Regions from separate parts of the Mus musculus genome. Here region 2 is linked to region 1. A link is a contact called in public Hi-C data. All regions are on one chromosome and are shown on one strand. Each heading gives the region's core, a stretch centred on a gene start, on an enhancer-like site or on the middle of the called end of the contact. The rest is flanking DNA. Distances are from core to core; before and after follow the strand shown.

Region 1 (4,471 bases), core at 1,148-3,647:
GACAGGTTAGCAGGCTGCTGCCATCATAAGGTTAGCTGCTCTCCTCTTTGGCAATCCAGGTGAGGGTCTGCATCCTTTCCTTAGTCTGATGTGTGTGATAAGTTCTTGGACCTAGTTTTTTCTGGCATAAATTTTAATATTTCCCTGTGCTCCCACAGTCCCATATACCATAGGCAATTTATAGAGTGGTGCCCCTTCTATCTTAAAGGATAAGTTATTTATTAGTCTGTATACTATAGGCAGTATAGGACACATGGTGGTGTTTGCATACTTGCCTCTGTATTTGCATCCAAAATGGAGGCTGTCTATCAGTTTTTACAATATCACGGAACAACTCGATCTCAGCACTCTTCTGCAGGTCTCACGTCATCTGACTTTTATTTTCATGTGATTGGAAGCCTTCCTTGTCCCACCTACTACTTTCCAAAAGCAAGAATTAGGGCTGGAGATGTGGCTCAGAGGTTAGAGCATTGCTGCTCTTCCAGAGGACTCTGTTCAAATTCTGGCATCCACATGTTGGCTCACAGTCATCTGTCGCTGCAGTTCCAAGGAATCTGACACCCTCTTCTGGCTTGCTTGGGTACCAGGCACATGTGTGGTACACGTGCGTACATGTATGTGCAGTCAAAACACACATACACAGAAAAGAAAAGAAATAAATCTTAAAAAAAAAATAAAAATAGTGATCCCTAGAGGGCTCTTCATTGCTGGAGAAAGAGGATAGGCAGTCCGGCATTTTGAGTTACACCTGGCTTCTTATCAGATACCCACGTACACACCTCGATGATCTCTATTGTTTACCTGATAAAAATAAAGCTAATACTCTCTGACATCCACAGAACTCTTATCTTCAGCTAGCTTTCCCTGTGGCCAGAGCTTTCCTTTTTGTAATGTGTCTGATCTTTGTGCTTGAAGGGTGTAGGCGAGGCTTTGGGTAGAGGTGGTACTGTGGCCGGGTGGTAGATGAAGGGGCTCAGGGAAGCTCTTCTGTCTGTCAGTGTGGAGAGCTGCTGTGTTACTCGGGTCCGCAGAGTCTCTGCTGTCTCTGTGTGTGAAATCTGACACTGTTCCCCGGGTGTGCATGAGCACTCTTTGTTCACAGCCCCTCCTCCACAGTGAAAAAAAAAAATCCTCCTAGCCCATGATATATAAATCATAAATAGACCTGTATGGTATTATAACTTGGATCTTGCCTCTGTTCCATTTGTTGTGATTTATGTCTGCTCTTCTTTTCCTCTTTATTATCTCCTTAATTGTAATCATTTTTTTTTGTTGTTGTTGTTCAGTTGCTCTGCATTTTATTTTGTTATTTCTCTTAGGAAAGTCTACTTGGCTTTAATAAGGGGAGCATCACTTAACTGAGAACAAATGAGAACATATAGCTTGAGCAGTATCTGATTTGTGAAAGAAATCTGTTGATAGAAGAGGCTCCAAGGTTTTCAGTTTGTAGTTATCATTTTTCTTGACTTGCTGGTTACACTGGGTTAATATTGTATTTAATACTGGATCACACACACACACACACACACACACACACACACACACACACGAAGAGAGAGAGAGAGAGAGAGAGAGAGAGAGAGAGAGAGAATATGACTAAGACTATCTGGAATTTTTGTTTTCCGGGGATTGTAGCTTTGAAACTGGTGACGTGAAGCGATTGCAAAGAGAGCTATAGCTATTTAGGGATGATATTTGGGCCCTGAAAACTCTACTCTGTGCTTTTCCCATGCGCAGGGTAGAATAAATTCACGAAGCTCCTTCACTGTTTCTTCTATAGAAGTGGCCACCATTCAGGGTTTCCTCCGTCCCTTTATAGATGCAAATGATCTGCTCAAATCATCTATACAAAGTGAAAAGGCCTCCTCAAATCCAATCCTTGAAGGAAATCTCCTTGAGAGTTAAATCTCAAACAAAGGAAGAATAGACCAGGGCTTATTTATCTTCTACTTGCTTTGGGGATTCCTAGGCAGATCGTACAGAAGTGAAGAAAAAAAGCTTAGGGCTATACAGTCTTTCCTCTGCTTTTCGTTTCTTCCTCCTCTGTGAAATGCAGTAGACAGGCTCGCCCAGAGGCAAGAGAGCCCAGCGGTTTCTAAACCTGAACTAGAGGGCAAAGCCTAGTAGTACTGTGAAGACCTTTGTTCTCCATTACGAGAAGATTAGAATCCAGAGGAAACTGTGTGAATGTGTGAGCGTAGGCAAATGAATAGTAATTTTTCCTTATGGGAGGCTTAGCAAGCAGGATGTAGAAGGCTTTCCTTTCGGAGATTATGAGAAATCAGACTTGAGAAGGATCTTTTCCCATATTCTGCCTCCTTTTGAGAAGAGGGCGTTTGTTATTCACAGTGCCCGAGCTAAAACAAAGATAGACTTGGGCTCCCCTAGTGGCCTCCCCTGACCTTTGCTCTTGAGAAATCCTCCCTTCCCCCATCAAAGGCAGCTAGCCTGCCAAGCACCAGTATTCTACAAAACCTCTCTTACCTTGTAAAAATGTATGTGTGAAGGGATTCAAACTCTACCTGGTAAAACTTTTGTTTATGCACAAGACCTGCTAAATCCCTGGAACGGATGGATTGGACAGTAGCCCGTCCCTCTCTTCTTTCCTTTGCTTCCTTCCTGCAGCTTTCCAAATTAGCCAATCAGAACTAGTCTGCGAGGTTGACCGCCCAATCGAAGAGAAATAACCAACTGTCGCTGCCGCCTTTCTCTAGGGATGACCATCAGGCTCCCGTGCTGGCCCTGTTCGGGATGTGATGCACTCTCTTTGCAAAAGGAAATCGCCTTGGAGTTACTTCCTCACTATTCATGTGATCCTTCCTGCAACATTGAGATTATTCTTTTCCAACACTCAGTCTTTCAGACTTTTAAAGTCAGATGAGGAGCCTTCTGGTCAGCGATGATGGAAATAGTGGTGTTCCTCCAGTTAGAGTGGAGAAAGAGAAGAGAAAAACTCTAAGAAACTGCCACGAGCAAATGAAGGAATTTGTGTACTGGGGTTGTCGTTATACTCATGATAAAATACTTCAGTAGACACATTTATGTCCTTAGGTCAGAGGACAGTTCTGTGCACTCAGTTCTTTCTTCTCTTTAAGTAAATTGCTGGCCTAAAAATGTTATTAAAAGCAACAATGGAGCAAAAAAGACTGGAAACAAATAAACATTTTGGAGAATATCATTCCCCAAATTGAGAAACAACGGAGGTTTTGCTTGTGAATCACTGGATATATCTATCCACGATCTTGCTCAGTATCATAACAATTTGCACATGCTTATATAATTTGAGCATGTTTTCATGTTACTGAGCATGCTTTTTCTAGAACCGATAATGCGACTGATAATATCGCCTCAGAACGGCTGGCATCCTGGTCGAGGATTACCAAACTCAATTTCTTCTTCCCTTCCTCTCCTTCCTCCTTTTCTGCTTATGCAGAAGATTAAAGCAAGGTGAAGGGGCCTGGGGCTGGGACAGGGGTGGGACCTGGTGCTGGGGCTGGGACAGGGTGGATCAGGGCCGGAACTAGGGGTCGGGGGTAGGACTTATAAAATACTAACATGTGTGAAAAACACATGATTATTAAATCAGCTTTGTCAATGAATTATATACAAATATACCATGGTCCTCCTACTAGATTTTTTTTTAATGGAGTAATAGGAAATTGAGTTTTGCATCATATCATGTGTGACATTTCTCTCTTCCCACATGCTTATGTAATGCTAGCATTCCTCAAGGATCCCAGATAAGAACAGTTTCATCAGGAATCTCTTATTTACAGATTTCTTTGCAAAAGATTTTCTTTCTACTCTTTCCTTTTGTAAGCGTTTGACAACCTAGTTAGCAATCGTCATGAATTAAAACAGTTCAGATCAGAAAGCTCATGACTTGAAACAAGATGCTCTAGGGCTTACATCTGTAACCTGACATGTGGGAAAGAATGAACTTGCCCTCATAGATAAACACGTGACAAGTACTTTCATACTTCCGTGTTTCTGACAGTAATACATTCTCACTAAAACGGTGAAAGCTTCAGAAAGCAGAGAGACGAGAAATCTACTCATTTTCTTACAGCTGCTAATAGTGTAATTTTTTCCTTTTCAGCCTATTTTTCCAAGTGGGTGGTCTCAGTTTCATCCTTATGATAATCATTATACTGCACATACATGGTGAAGTCTTAGTTTTTCAGGGGACCTCCAAATCATAGTTTGATTCTTTGTTTTAATTTATAATTTTGATCTCAAGTAGAATCCTTAATCAAAGCAATGCTCACTTACAATATGGCCGAGCTAACAGACATTGAGGGGGGAAAAAAACCTGATTAAGGAGATGTGCTGAGTTGCAGCTCAAACCCAAAGCCTGTTAGGGAATTTAAGGGAGCAGTTTGGAGAATATTCATTTCCATTTTCTTCTCAATAGCAAAGAGTGCTTTTGGCAGCCAGGCTTGTGATATACTGCCAATCACCACGGGCAATG
Region 2 (4,471 bases), core at 976-3,475, 110 kb before region 1:
ATCCCATAAACAGATATGGTTCAGATTTGTCCTTGCATTAGTTGGTGAAGGGTTCTGTGTGCTTTCCTTCAGTATTGTTTTATTATAAGTGCCTCCAAGGAATGATTTGACAAATAGCTAAGTTAGATTGAACATTGCTTCCTGGCCTCTCCACCAGTGTTCCAATATCCTAGGCAATCATTGAGCCAACCTTGGGCTTTGAATTTCGTAAGTATGTTACTTATTAAGACAAAATGCCTCCAGTTCTGATAGAGAGATAGTGAAAGAAATCAGGCATTGCAGTTCACTGAATTAGAGTAGAAATCTCAGGGCAAGTTCTACAAAGTAAATTTGGAATTCTCATTATAGTCATGTATGGCAGATTACATTACAGATTAGAAGAAAGTTGGTGGGCTCCTCTGATAAATGGAGGTCCCTACAGATACTTAAAATAACAACTAAGTCACTTTCATATGCAGGAATTTAAAATGGCCTAGGGAGAAGGTGGATTATACAATAGACTAGAATTGGAACTATGGCAAGGGCATGAAGCCCTTGCCCCTGGCTTTTAAGAATAAACTGACCTTAGGTAGGGCTGATTTTTATCCCAGTTGTAAACACTGATTTTTATCCCAGTTGTAAACACTGCCTGGTTCCTGTCAGATTTTATGTATGCATTTCTCTGTTTTGTGTAGAGTCATTATACATCGGATGACCTTAATGTATCACCTAACTTCCTTGTTTTCTTCTGTAATATAAGTCTGATGTTCGCTTTGAGAAATTACATTTAGATCCAACACTCTCTCGTGTTTGTGTCTGTTTGTCACTTGCCAACTCCTTGCTCACCTGAGTACCGGGACCCGGAATTCTTCTGCGGGTTGAGGGACTCCTACTGAGCCAGCCCACGGCACAGTGCCCCACTTTAAAATCCATATAAAGTTCTCAAAGCAATGATGTTTGGTAGAAGCCTCTTCAGAAGAGCCTGCTGGTGGCTGATTGCAGTTAGTAACAGCTTTCTGGGGGTGATAGGGACAGCCTGGGGTACAAAGGTACTTTCAGGAGCAAGGGAAGGAACACAGCTATGCAGGCGGCTGATATAAGACTTCTCAGACCCAGGGTGACTCAAGGCCAGAATGAATGAGAGCACAGCCACATGGCTATTGTATTTATGGGGAGGGGTATGCCTCCAAGGTAGCAGAGAAGAGCAATTTGGGGTTGTCAATGTTTGACACAAGAAGTTCCTGGGGGTGGCATCTAAGAGATAATTGAGACAGATTTTACATACAGTCATGTCCCCAAACAAAACATCAGAAGATGGATTTGAACATAAAATTAACTAGGGAATAAAATCAATCTTCATCCTCCTCTCTCTTTTTCCCTCTTTACTGTATAAAACCCAGGGCTTTGTATGTTCTAGGCAAGTTGTCTATGACTGAGTTACATCTCTAGTCCTCCTATCAAAATTTCTTAAGGGGCTGGGTATTGTGGCACATACCTTTAATCCTGGCACTTGGGGGGCAGAGGCAGGCAGATCTCTGTGAGTTTGAGGCCAGCCTGGTTTATAAAGAGTTCCAGGACAGTTGGAGCTACACAGAGAAACCAAAACCAACTAACCAACCAACAAAAAATTTCTTAAGAAAATTTCTCAAAGATGAATTCTAAAATTCAAGGTATGATTGAGGAAGATATTCCAAAAGATTTAGGGAAAGAGATCAGTATCTACCACCCTAGAAGATGCCCCTTTGGAACAATGATCATTTAGTGTTAAAGGTGCTAAACATTTAAGAGATCCCTGCCAATTTTTTTTCTGCCTAAAAGCAGGGAACAAATTTCCTTTTAAAGAAGATGCCTTTTATATTTCCTGAAAGAGTGTTTGTCATAAAAAATGAAGAGCTTGTTGTGCCCAGACCTAGGGGTCCCCACAGACCATCAGAAACCACCAAGAGTCCAACTTATATGTAAAAGCTAAGTCTTTATTCAAGCTCAAACTTTGACATCTCCAACCTCTCCAATGCAGTGGATGGGTGTGAAAGGCCCTGAGCTGGTGAAGCCCTCTCTATTTATTACAGTTTCAGTACGGTAAGGGGCTTTCCAACTTGGCAGCTACATGATTGGTTGACATTTGAAAATTACAGCTTGGCACATTTCTACTGGCTAGTGATGATTTCAGCTTGGTATGAATAATAGTGGCTTGCTTAAGCAATCTATTTTGAGACATCTGGAACAGTAAGTACTTTCCTCCCAAGAGCTGATTGGCTGTTACTAGGGAGTGGAGTGGCTGTTTGCTAGAGGAGTTGTGGCCTTTGTAGGAGTGTCTTAGTTCCTGGAACAAATTCTGCTTTTTCCAGTAACTGAGCTCATGTTAAGGTCAAGCTTAACATAAGATGGACTCTGAATCCAAAATGGAGTTTGTAATGTTAGACTGGGTCCTTCAGAGCCAATGCCAAGCTGAGGTTATTGAAGCAGATCTTATTACACTAGCATTTATCACCCATAAACCCCCACTATATTTCACAGTCACATTCTCCTGATTTATTTCCCTTGAAGCTCAGATTGTCTTCCCTTTGTTTAGAGGCTAAAACATCACATTTGTTCATTCCTTCTTATGATATGGTCCTTGTAAACCCAATCAGAATGCACAGGCTTTCTGCTAATCTGTAGCTTAGGCCCCTGGCACTGTAATCCAAGAGGGTACAGAAAAGTTTTTCTCTATGATGAACAGTAAAGGACAGTAAATGTATCCACTGTAGAACTGAAACTGGACAAAAAGGGGGAGGAAGACTAAAGTTACAGATTTAAACATATATAGAAGTAATATAAAAAAAATTATACAACATCAAAACTTGGAGGAGGAAAATAGAAATTCTGAATTTACTTGCCTAGAATGGGTTATGTCCCCAGTTCCTTAAGAAAAAAGATTTCTTTTATCTATCTATCTATCTATCTATCTATCTATCTATCTATCTATCTATGAATATATGTGGGTGTAGGTGTTGTTGTTACAGGTGTTTGCAGACACCCAACTTTTTAAATGAGTGCTTGAATCTGAACTCTGGTCTTCATGATTGTGCAATAAAGGCTCTTGAAGCTGAGCTATCTCTCCAGCCCCTATTCCTGCCATCTTTAACACATATTTCCAAGGTAGAGTAAATTAATATTCTACTTTAGATTATTATTCTACCTTAGATTATTATTATCCATGTTTATGGGAAATCAATGTATATAACCTAAGGATGACAAATAATGGAATTGTCATTTTTTTACTTAACAGGCATACTGAGAAGTATCAAACTGACCAGTAGAAGAAGCAGAGGAGGGATGGAAAAAGAAAAGGAAAAGCATTGTGAAGTCATTATTCCTCCTGTTGGGAATGTCCTTAGTACAAGGAAAGGGAAGTATGGTGTAAGTCAAACAATAGAAATGGGGAAAGCTCAGGGATGTTGGCTTCCACAGTGATGAGAGAAATGCAAATATAAACAATGGTGTGATATTACCACAAACCCACCAAGATTGTTAAGACACAAAATGAGACCATAGAAATTATGTTAGTATTTCAACCCTAGATAGAATAAACCAGTTCATACAAGGCTATAGCATATAGCCACTAGACTAAGCTGGCTACAGGGAGACTGTGATTGTTATTTTTGGTTGTCAACTTGGCTACATCTGGAATTAACTAAAACCCTAAAATGGCTCATCATACCTGTGTGTGGGGAAACCCTGCTACCTAGTCTACCATGACCTGATAGCGGCTCTGAGCTCCGAGCAAAATGAAAGACTCTTTACCAGCAGGATTTCCCCTTCTTCCCTTGTCTACATGATACAGATGGCACACCACATGGAAAGCAAGAATGCACTATTAATTTGGGGATTCTTGAATGGCATACACACATGCAAATGATATAAGTCTAGGAAGAGGAGAAAATTGGTTTCTCAGCAAGCTGAGCTGAGTCACATGGCTCCAGGGCATGAAAACTAGGACATAGGAATATAGCCTGAAAATAGCATTATACAGTAAGTAGAAGGGAATTTAAGTTTACATTATATAAATAATTCAGATCTTATGAAGGTCAAGGCAGGGAACAGCTAAAGCACTGTCTCATTGGTTAATAATTGTTTACATTGCTTTATTTGCTTTGAATTGTTTTAATCATCAAAATGAGTGTGGTTGAGTCTGGTGGTTATACTAAAACTCTTCTGGGAGAGAAGTCAAGTTAAATGGTCAATGAATTCTAGTTATTGGACCAAGGACATGCTATTTTTGGAAGAAAGGCTCTGTATTTGTGTTGACAGGAAAGGAGAATAGTCTGTGGACCCCTTCCAGAGTGGTATGGATCAGATATGATGGGGGGAACCCCCTGAAGAACTAGAAAAGTTTAAGAAAATCAAACATTCACATAGCATGAATGAAAACTTATTACAATTGGCTATCGATAAAATTAACTCATAAAAAGACAGTTGTCTTTTTTTTTAGATTTATTTATTTATTTAT

The links. Hi-C and Micro-C count contacts between places; a contact is called where the count stands out from the background.
Region 2: a contact with region 1 is called in a Hi-C map of uterus. The contact joins two enhancer-like sites. A contact is called at or near these places in 2 of 15 datasets of contacts at CTCF or cohesin (embryonic stem cells and pro-B cells), 31 of 484 Hi-C or Micro-C datasets (CD4 T cells, CD8 T cells, the G1E-ER4 cell line and 14 more) and 14 of 115 datasets of contacts at active chromatin or transcription factors (T-cell acute lymphoblastic leukemia, effector CD8 T cells, embryonic stem cells and 7 more).

The regions. Positions count from the first base shown.
Region 1 is chr6:37,590,492-37,594,962 of GRCm38.p6, reverse strand. No RefSeq gene overlaps it. Among named protein-coding and RNA genes, the nearest start is that of Gm33429, 61 kb to the right of the region's middle. Within about 2 kb of position 2,397, at least 120 of the 459 cell types and tissues checked have an H3K27ac peak or open chromatin away from gene starts, as enhancers often do. A contact at or near this core is called in CD8 T cells, regulatory T cells and uterus, where this site is marked.
Region 2 is chr6:37,703,590-37,708,060 of GRCm38.p6, reverse strand. No RefSeq gene overlaps it. Among named protein-coding and RNA genes, the nearest start is that of Gm38791, 8.8 kb to the left of the region's middle. Within about 2 kb of position 2,225, at least 57 of the 459 cell types and tissues checked have an H3K27ac peak or open chromatin away from gene starts, as enhancers often do. A contact at or near this core is called in CD8 T cells, regulatory T cells and uterus, where this site is marked.